2 separate regions of the Gossypium hirsutum genome follow, and region 2 is linked to region 1. The links are chromatin contacts, called in public Hi-C maps. All regions are on one chromosome and are shown on one strand. Each heading gives the region's core, a stretch centred on a gene start, on an enhancer-like site or on the middle of the called end of the contact. The rest is flanking DNA. Distances are from core to core; before and after follow the strand shown.

Region 1 (5,778 bases), core at 965-3,464:
TGGTCTATGTTCGAAGTTTGTAATTGTCTCTTCTAATAATATTGTTTTTAAAGTTTAAACTTATATAACCTTTTAAGAGTGCAATATATCGTACTACTGCATTCAATTCTTATTGGTAAACAACCATACTCTTTAATAAGTAGCCAATGTAAACAGTTCTGTGGTATGCTCCAAAAATATACCAACATTTTCTAATTTCTATCAATATCAAACTTTCTGATCAAAGCATTAGAAATTTTGATAAAAAGTAAAAATTTTAGTGCAGGCCTGTAGCGTACAGTAGATTTTTCCATAGTATTTACTGACCTACCTACAAGGCGATAATTTTTAGTGTTGGTGTTGGCAAAGTTGAGTACCAAGAATGGCAATTCCCACCATATCACGACACAGGCTATGCAGCCCTCAGCCCACATGATACTAAATTAGCAGCACTTCCTTTACATAGCCATAGCCTATTTATTAGCCATTAGCCATGGCCCATGCATTTCTATCCACGTTTGGTAAACAAGGCAAGAAAGAAGGAAATAACAGTCGTAGTTTATAAATAAACATATTTTTCTTGGGTTCCTATTACAAACCACAAATTCAATCTAATTTTATTAGAAAAACAAAAGAGGATTTGTTCATTTTCTTAGATTGGAACTAAAACTTAGAGAATGGATTGTTAAATTGAAATGCCATGATCATGCATGCAAAAAGCTGAAATTGTTAATAGATTATACAACCAAATTATGATTAAAAGAGGTTTATCACGGTTTAGGGAATATGATTCCACATGCTGCACGCTCTCCATTGCCGACAACCCTTTTGTTTATTGAATGTGTAATGTGATCTGATGCCTATGGAGTTGAAATGTTGATGATTTTGTTGGCTGGTGTGGACCCATAACCCATTGGTTTGCTGTTCAATACTGGAAGCACTAGGCGGCGCATTCCATACTAATCATCCTATTATCATCAACATTTAAATTAATGTCTTCGTCCCTTCTTTATTATTATCTAACATTTTGCGAGATTATGATATAATAAGTCTATTTAAAAATTAGTTTTTATATGTTAGATAAAACATAAATTGATATTTTTTCAATAAAATCTATCCATTTGTACTATTAAAAATTAATGTGGTTTATTAAATAATCACGCAGTAACACATGGTGTGCCACATTTACCTCATTTTGACGCACAATGATAAGTTTTTAATAATAAAAATGGATGAAATTTTTAAAAGAAGAATTTATTTGCCCTTTGATCTAACTTATAGGAACTAATTTACTTATTTTTGAAGTAGATAAGACAAAATATAGTTCAACTTCTAATACAACAATCTTTATGATACTTTGATGGAAGTAGATGTTAGACCTCAAATTCTTTGGAAACTCAAATTGGAAAAAAAATGGACTATTTAGCTATTTGTTTTTCCATATATTTTGAATGAAATCTCAGATCATTGTAAGTTTACTTTTAGAACTGCCATAATATTTCATGAAGCATATAACATCTTTATGAGACAGTGAAGTCAAATGCATCATCATTAATATTAATGAAAATGTTTCTTCTTCAAATTATGTTTTCTTTATTTTGAACTGCTGAATGATGAGCCCAAAAACATGATTACATGAAAGCATTTGTAATAATTATTTTGTGCAATTTTTGGGATTCAACAGAAATAATACAGTGGGGGGAGGAGGGGGGTTGTACATTCAAGATGGAACCACTTCGAAATAGCCTTGAGCCCCTGCTTGCAACACTTTTTTGCAGATCTAACTCAAAAACTTTTGAGAAGCACAAACATCCCAGTTCTTATATCTCTAGAAACTGCATTAGTATGCAGACTTTTGCAGTAAAGAAATCTATTTTAACTAAGGACCACCATTCCGACTTAGCTAAAGTTTAAACAAACCAAGCAATGATTAGGTCGGCTTCAACTAGGCCCTAACATTTGGGACCATATATACACATTGCAATTTTTGTATTATTACTAATTTACACTTCACCTCCTCAACAATTTAGGCTCCATATGGAAATGCAGAAGCAATTTTGGATGAATCAATTTAAAGTTAATTGACCTTGTCTTTCTAATGATTTTATAATATATTCTTCTTATGTCATGGAAAGTCAAGTGGACTATAATGATAGATAACGGGACAAGGATATGAAATGTAAAATCAAAGAGGCATGGCCCAACTTTCAAAGTTAGCCAAAAGGTAAAGGAGGCATTGATTATCAAGTTTGCTGCAGCAAAGGAGCTGAACGCTTCAAAGCGAAGAAAGACTGCTTCTCTGGGCCTTGAGAGCCTGCTGCTCCTCATTCAAGATTATTTATTAGCCTTATTTTGTCACCGTCACCAAAAACAACAGACATGTGTAGTTACTAGTGAAGCCTTATTTATGCTTTCACTCGACCTATTTATTTTCGCTAATGAAAAGATGGGGACCTTGTAATATTTTAAATATGAAACAAATCACATCACACAAAAGGTTAGGGGCGCCGGATTATAAGCACAATCACCCGTAAGCAGTGTTCACACACAAATACGCAACGCAATTTGACAATCCGCATGGGATTTAGGAAAGGCCAAAAATAAACAAAAGAAATTCGTACACGAATCCACCTGGCACTTTGCACTTTTTTTTACTTCCCCAGTGAGGAAACAAAATATAAAAAATGAAAATAGCATGAAGGAATCTGCTTTTAGGTGTGAGTTGTGTGGCAAGGACTAATTAGGAGTCCTCCTGCCTCTCCCAGTGTCCATGTGGCATGGTGGTGTGGGCATATTTTGCATGATCGAGGCGTGGCACCGAGGTGAGATGAGTCGCTATCATTACTCAAAATGGGGCCTTACTCAAAAGTTGCCCCTTATGCCTTGGCGTTTGTATTTTTCGTTGAGCTAAGTCCATCACGGTGACGCTGGTGGATCCTAATAAAGTGGGAGAGGGCGTCTGGGATTCTTTCATTCCTTTCTCTTTGTATTCAATTTTACGAACGTTGATTTATATTCATATCTTTTTTGATGTAATATTATTAAAGCCTAGAGGCAAGCATCACCAAACATCGTAGCTTGTTGAGATTATAGTCGCACCAAACTCAAACCCCCAGATAAAACTGCAGTCACTCACTATTTCATCCATCACACCAAGTCGTGTCGTCGACTTCAAAAACAGGTTTACATTCAATGATAACCCATTAATTAGAGTGTTTATAAATAGCTCCCCAAACCCCATGATAAAACAAAAATAATATGAGGGAGATTTTATATTAAGAATTAAATTGTATTTTACCTCATCATACTTACCTTTTTCGAAGCTCAATACAAAACCTCCTTACTTAAGGCTCTCAACATCTGAGTTTACCACCACATCAGCCTCCCCCAACATAGTATATATATAAAATAAATGAGTTATGTATAAATTTTAAAGTGAGATGAGATGGGAAAACATTGGTCATAATTACCCGGTTCGTCAAGCACATCTATTTTCTTTTAAAAATAAAATCCGTATTGTCAATGTTAATTATGAGTTGCAAAGGCCTGGACGGGGACTAGTCAAGAATGTTTTGGTGGATGACCTACTGTGCAGGGTCTCACCATCATTACTCCCATCTTCCCAACTGCTCCCTACTCCTTGTCTCTTAATTACTTGCTAATACTACCCAAATATCCACCATCACCATCTTGCATGTATATGAATATTTAATGACGATGTAAAGAACAAGTTTGACCAAATACTTCTGCACACGACCCATTACTCTACATTTAATGAAACTTTACTCATGGCAGCTGAGCTTACCCAAGCTCCAACCACTTTCACTCTCATTTACTATATTATAACGCCTCACCATCATCCAATATAAACAGTTAGGGTTCTTTCAAATATATACAAACAATAGGGTAACTCATTCCATCTATCAAATTGAATTTTCATTTAATAAATAATTTGAATTTTGAGTAAAATTAAATATTACAATTTAAATAATAAATTAGTGTAAATATTTTTTTTATCCCTATCAATTTCGAGATTGAACAAAAAATTATAAAATAATCAAAATAATCTTAAAAAATCAAAATTTTATAAAATAATCTTAAATTTTATATAAAAAATTAATACTTATTTTTTTCCAAAATGATAAATAACTAAACCAAATTATCTTGTTTTTTATGAAATAATTTTTAAATATATATCACTAACTTAAAATTTAGTTGTAATGTCAACAAGATTTTAATTTGACTTATTCAATTGTTTAATTTAATTCAAACAAGTTTATTTGACTTAATTTGAATCAAATTTCATTTCACTCGATCCAATTAAAAAACATCAGATTACACTGAGATGATAAATTAAGATTCATCAACTCGACTTAACTCAATAAATAGATGAATTTAAATTTAATTGGTTATATAAAGAGTAATTTTTGTCGCCATGTAAAGTAATTGTTATACAAATATGTGTTTGACTAAGCTTGCTATATCTGTGCGGACAGTCATAAATAGGGAATAAACATGGCTTCAAAAATGGCTGGAATCAAACAACGCCTGCTTTAGCAAAGCTGTCATTGATCATGATTATGCTATATTTTCTTTATCAAGAGTTCATCAAATTTGACATTGTAAAATGTCTAATTTTCAATTTAAATGATTACATTGTGTCACTACAATTTTCTTCTTCCACTTTTAATTCCTTTTATAAGAATAAATTAAATGGAGATTAAATTCTATTATTTATTTTTGTGTTTTGTAAAAGTTGTAGATATAATCTGTATACTTTAATTTGATCATTTTTAGTTTTTGTATTTTTAAATTTTTAAATTTCGGTCATTGTTAAACAATAATTGCTAAATATGATGAATCAAACATATTATCATATGTGTAATGTCTTGCTAGCTTCTTATTTTCACATGCTACTCACTAAAAATCAAATTAATGGACTAAAGACTATCATTTGTATTAAGATAGAAATTTCAAAATTCAACAAGTATAGAGACTTAGAAGGATCAAATTGGAGAATATGGGCTAAATTTACATCTGTACAAGACTAATAATTGAATGTAGCCAAATGGATTTAACTACAAATGCTTCGCTTAGGACTAAAATTTTAAAATTCAAAAAGTATAAGGATTAAAATTGAAAAGTTAAAAAAATTTGGAAACTAAAATTGATCAAATTAAAGTATATAGATTAAATTTACAATTTTAATAAAGTACAGAGACTAATAACATAATTTAACCATAATTGAAAGATAAATCTATGGATTTTTTTCCCTCAAAATTTAAATAAACAATTCTAATAACTTTCGTTTGTCTTTCTTAGCAAACACAAGAAGGGATTGTACGAAGCTGTGATTCTACGTTATCCCTATCGCTTTTCAATAGGAGAATGACAAATCAAATTTTTACTCCTGATTTTCAGTTTTTTCCTCTTGAAAAAATTCAAATTCAGCAAAAAAAAAGCTAAAATTATGATTTGTCATTCCCCTATTAAAAATGGATAGGAAAGACGTGAAATCATAATTTCATACCATCTTTTCTCAACAAACACATACCAAAAGAAGAAAAAAGATCCATGTGGCTTCCATCTATTTTACTTCCTATTAACGGAAGAAGTTGTTGTTTCCTTTTTGGAGGTGGCTTACTTGGTTTTCTCTCATATATAAACTACATTTTTTGAATATATATTTTTCAAGAAAGATATGATTGACAAGTTTGCTGCTAGTAAATGAAATTATGATAAATGCCATTAATTGAAATTTGAGGAGATATTGATTTTCCATGTTTATTAACTTAGCTG
Region 2 (5,778 bases), core at 1,817-4,316, 62 kb after region 1:
TGCACTGCCGTTTCGATGACTCTTCTCTAATAGGTAAGCCATCTGAAGGTGCTACAACTTCACTAACTGCCAAATCAGTTTCTTCCACTAGCTCCTTATCTGTTACAACCCGCAAACTACAGCATACTTGCTGTATAATAATAGATAGTGAATTAAGCATCTTCCTTTGTCCCTCGGGATCTCTGCAGTGCGCAGGTAAGAAGAACTCCAAGACAAAGTCTGCTTTACCAGTGTGAATGGATCTGAACCGTAAAGCAACAGCAGCATGCAAATTAAACATCATTGCATGGTGAGCAAGAGGATATTCAGTCTTCTTAAAGGAAGTTATGTCAGTCGAGAAGCACGGCTGATTAGTCATAAATGCTCTCCCGATAACACCTTGACCTTTTAACAAGTGATGCTCAGAGCAAGCCTCGTGAAAACCCTGGATACTAGGATCAGCTATACAGCAAGCATCATCCACAGTAGACACACAATGAACGTAGTTCTCAGAGGAATGCCGGCAACCCTCTTTACCTTGCTGGATACAAGGAACCCAAGCCTGAGCTAGGGGTAATCTGTGTGTCTCGCAAGCACACCTTAAAAGTTCTTTGATCTCGGGTAAGGCGGCTTGGTAGCAATTACTGTAAGCCTGAAAAAACATAAGTCCAACCCATAAGTACAACAAGAAATTTAGAACTCTTAACAATTGAACTTATTCCAAAACTGTCACAATTACCTTTATGTTTTGAGTTCTAGAAGTTATAGAACTCCGAAGATTGACAGCCTGCTTGCAAAGAAAAACAGGATAAGGAGTGTTTATTGAGCAAGAACCAAGTACATAACAAAACAAAAAACACAAGGTAAAGGAAAGGACCTCTAATGCTTTGCAAACACTTTCGAGCTCAGGCTGAATCTTGATTTTCTCGGTTGTCATCACAACTTCAATAACACCCAAGCAAGTTCCACTACCTTGTTCGAAAACAGGAAGGGCAAAGGTACCACGGACATCATGTTCTTGAGCATGACCTACTCTTGGGTATTCATCCCTTTTAAAGAATCGAACATCAGGAGTCCACTCCGGAACCTTACTCAAGAAAACCCGACCAGGCAATCCTGCTATGTCCTTGGAATCCTCCTCTGCTGGAAAATCATATTTGACAGAGATGTTCCTATAACTAGCAAGTTTTTGGCTGTTTGGATCGAGTGAAAAAGGTTGCTCACTGGTAGTTAGAAAGCGTCTACCTCCTCTATTTACAGGCAACCATAATTGTACAAGGACATCTTTCTCTTTTCCAAAAGCTTTGATATAACCAAGTGCTTGAATTAACCTCTGCATTACACTGGTTGCAGGACCTGAATTCACTCTAGGTCCAATCCACCATCTTCGATTCGGCTCAGAACCGTCAGTTACACAATCACTATCTAGACTGTGACTTTGGCTAAAATGAGGACTGACCAAACTTTCACCTTGAGCTTCATTCCAATGTGAATTTCCAGACAACAATGATCTTTGGTTCTCTCCTTGGTGAGAGAGGCCACCGCCCAAATCACCCGCGTTAGACTCCGAAGTAGGCCATGTAAATGCAGGATCAAAGAAATTATTTGAAAAGGGTAGAGTAGGATTAAGGAAATCAGATCCCTGTGTTGTCTCTAACCAGCATCCATCTAACAACAATTCGTCCATGTAGTCGAAATCCATTGCTCAATCTGGTAGTCCACCCAGCATGGTGCCTTGTGAGAAAATGGTATCTTCCATGGCAACGTTGTTCCACTCAATTTAGAAATCAAAGAGGATGGCAAAAAAAAAAACCTTCCAGTATCAATTCCAGTCTTCACCAGAGAATCTGTTCAAAATATAATGACCCATCAAATATTTGAGGAATACCACCAACTAGGACAAGATCATAAGAATAATGAAGTTCCAGAGAACTCTAAGCAGCAAAAGATTATGTCAAAGGATAAGGAATAATTAATGTGCGTCACATAAAGATTAGGCTTTTCTTTTGCTGTTCCACATCTAGTATCAGTCAACTCAAAAGAAAGGGGAAAAAAATACAAGAAATAAGAACAAGAATCAATCAAAGGATAAATCCCAATCTAAGGAGCACCATATTTCATGATGAAAATTCAAAATAGCGAGAATAAAAGAACAAACATTGAAAAAAAAACCCACTTTCTACATATTCTTCCCAGTTGGTCAGCTGATATCTTCAGCACTTTTGGTTCAAGATTCTCACTTTACCGTAAGGGAATAACATGGAGTAACATGGCCCAGAACATTAACCATTAAAACCAAGAGATTTTCATTTTCTTTAAAAATAAAAAGACAAGACAGCAACTCAAGATGTTGTATATTTACTAGGCGGAGATTCTTGAAGATACCCCAAATCTCAAACGGATACTACATCACCATATCAAAATGTTCTATTTTCTGGAACATTTATTATTATTTTAGTGTCTTGTAAGTTGAAATAGTAGTTCAAAGAGAAAAAAAAAACAGTCTGAAGAAGCAAAAACAAGAACGTGGAGGAGCAACAAAGAAAGATCTCATAAAAAAAAAAAGAAAGCTTGAAACAGACTGTCTCTGTTCATACCTCTCTAAGAAAAAACCTGTCTGGGGGTCATAGTTATTATCTGCGGCTGCCTTGGAATAGACTCAATATGATTCCTGGTTAAATGAGAATGAATGAAGATTCTGTTGCCATTGAAGCACTGACCCCACGTCATACATAAACAAACCCCTTCATTGGGCCTTGATATTCTCGATGAAAAGTCAACCTTTTCCAGCCCACCGCTGGTGAAGAAGAAGAACAAGTATGCTTTGATGACGAATAATGGAGTTTACTATTTAATTACTAAAATAAGGGAAGTGGAATCAGATTTTCTTCCTTCAAGTGGTAAAAAAAAATGGTTGCTTTCTGAGTGTTTACCCACTTGGACGTCCCTTGAGAATAGAGATGCTCTGCTTAACCATCACCAGCTTCCCTCTCTACATTAATTTATTTCCACAAACATTAACAATCCCCTTTTTATTTATTTATTCAGTAAACAACTGGTGCACGATGGGTGGCCAAGGCTCCTCCAACCGAGTGAGTCGGACTCAGAGACAAGAGTGGTACTTTCCAAAGGTTCATTCATTTCCTTAGTTTTAACAGTGTGTTGAAGTTTCCATGTTGAAAAGTGAAAATCTTGAGTAGACTCCAATCCTATTTATTTAGAAAATAATAATTTTCATTTAGAAATTGGATTTTAGAATTGAAGATCTAAAATTATATATAATATAGTCGCAAATGCAAGTGGAGAATTATGGCATCCACGCTAGTGAGGGCTAAGACCTCTCCAATCAATTTGACCAACTTGAAAACATCATCATCCTAGACTTTTCCTTTTCTTTCCTGTGTTCCCCGGGAAACTGTTCCTAGTCTGCCCTTTGAAAACTAAAATTGTTATTTTTTTATACAACTCTTTCAAAAAAATTTATTGATTTATGTTTATCTTTTATTAAAAGTAATATATATTTTAACATATTTGTTGAGGGGGAATTGGCTCCAATCGACTAAGTATCATCCTTCAAGCAGATAACTCGAATCCCCAATAATAGAATGCGTTATCTTCATGTTGAGGCTTTGTCCCTAACATCTGCAGAGAGCCGTGTACAATTTACAAAAAGGGGTGTCTCGATTGATAGAATTAGATATTTGACGCGGGAAAGATGACAATGTTAGGCGTATAAATAATAATGGAAGTATCTCGGCACACCATATCTTAAATCACCAATCTAGGCTTGAAGGTAATAAATGTATGAATATTCCCTAATTGTGCACAACTTTTTATAAAGTTCAAGAACAAAAATTCGATAGGAAAACAATACTTTTGATTGTTGAAAGTTTAGAGGATGATGGTTCAAAAAAATCTTTTCAAAAAAATAAATTTTCCCAACAATATTTAATTAAAACCCTAAAACCCTTCAAATCTTTTTTTTTTATCTTTAAAGTTAAAATCCTTATTTTTTGTAAATGGAATGTATAATAAATTGGAATCTCAAATCTCAATCTCAATGCATGATTAAGAGATTCAATTGATAAAAACTCATTCTAATCTGACACTTTACCTCATCACTAAGAAAATTAAAAAAGAAATGGAATACAGTACACGTAATGTTTAATTGTTATGACTTAGGAATTAAGACTGATTTATGCAGTAAATAAATAGAAATTTGGAACATAGTGGTGGGGTTGTTTTCATTAAAAAGTAAGATGATTCTACTTCTTTTCTTTCCTTTTTTTTATTATTTAATATTATTATTGATGCTCACCTCAGCTAAACTGTTTTAATACTAGCCTAGCCTAGCCTAGCCCTAGCCTGGTGTTGGATTTTTCTTTTATTCTAATGCTAACTAGAGTGAACAGTCTTGCTGGCTTTCTAAAACTGATTTATTAATTTATAATTTCTTAAATCATATTAATTATGCTGCAATTCTTATGCAATTTAAAATAACATTAAAATTTCTTTTTATATTATAATCATTTTAAACACATTAAAATTGTCGATTGAGTCTTAGTCTAATTGGTATATGCATTGTCATTAATGTGTGAGTTTAAGTGCGCTGAAGCATATTATCCTCCTATTCATAAGTTGAGGAGGGATTATAAACTTTCTAAACATCGTGTCAAAAAAAAATAACACAATAAAATTAAATACCTCTTTTTTTTTATTTGTAATAAATGTATCGATTTATTTTTTATTTACGCTGTTTGAGTTAATTAAAAAAATGGTTTGAATAAAATAAAATAAACAAAAGGTTTTGTAATTTTCTCAATTATTAAACTAAAAAGAAAAAACAAAACTCGATGGTGGAACAGGGACAAGTTGTCTCAGTTTCATTAGTTGACATACATTCAAACAAAACACATCAGCAGTGTAGTTTGAAAGATTCATTACCATTTAAAAAATTAACAAAAATCTTATGTTACCTAATGTATTCTGATGTACCCAAAAAAACTAAAACTAGTCTTTTTCTAGAGTATCATTTAAAATTAATTTTATACTTTTATCAAATAAGATATTATTATATGAGAAATTTATAAAATTACTCATAAATTATATCTGTTTTTATTTCTTAATTTAGTGTGTCGTTACCCATTTAACCGGCAAAACTAAGCGTAAAAACCGTTTTTATTTTTTAATTAGGCATTTGGTTCGTTTTTTTCTAAAATTAAGGAAATAGATCAGCTGAATGTACTTTTTACATAGGTGATAAGTAAGCGCACCCGACTCGACGTGTTTTCCCTCAACAGTGAAAAATCAACGGTTTTTTAAAGTTGTCGCGCCAACAATAAAAAAAAATTAATAGGGCCAATGGTAACTTTTTTTACCCTATAAATACCCCCAAAATTTTATTTTTTTTCATTCAAATCCTTTTTTCAACTCTCTTAAACTTTTTGTTCTAAACTTATCAATGTTCTCATTTAAAAATATATTTTTTAATTATCTCGTATTTTATTCGTTCAAATTAATTTTTCACGAATGACCACCTCTCTAATTCGTTTCGACGAAAAGCACAAGGATTGGGCAGAGAAGCACAAGGAGCACATCCAGGCTTGAGATCGTAGGATGGAATCCTTACCCGTCCACGAACCATTTTTCTCAGCAGACACGACAGTAGATACCGATTACATGACGTAGTTCAGTGTTGCCGGGAAGCCGTATTTACTATCATCAGAGGCAAGGAGTAGGCAAATTTGGCCAAAGAGGCAACAATGGCTGCCCTAGTAACAGTGTAAAATGGGACGCAGT

Evidence for each region. A called contact is a pair of places that touch in the nucleus more often than the background predicts.
Region 2: a contact with region 1 is called in a Hi-C map of leaf, with 1.8 times the contacts expected there. The contact joins the promoter of LOC107922567 here to the enhancer-like site in region 1. A contact is called at or near these places in 16 of 34 Hi-C or Micro-C datasets (callus, cotyledon, hypocotyl and 3 more).

The regions. Positions count from the first base shown.
Region 1 is chrD01:15,945,342-15,951,119 of Gossypium_hirsutum_v2.1, forward strand. No RefSeq gene overlaps it. Among protein-coding and RNA genes, the nearest start is that of LOC107922133, 22 kb to the left of the region's middle. Within about 2 kb of position 2,215, at least 7 of the 9 cell types and tissues checked have an H3K27ac peak or open chromatin away from gene starts, as enhancers often do. A contact at or near this core is called in cotyledon and leaf, where this site is marked.
Region 2 is chrD01:16,006,087-16,011,864 of Gossypium_hirsutum_v2.1, forward strand. It overlaps LOC107922567 (protein NLP4), which reads right to left and starts at 3,067. Exons shown (of 5, transcript XM_041087139.1): 1 at 2,156-3,067; 2 at 857-1,826; 3 at 719-766; 4 at 1-631. The coding sequence starts at 1,681.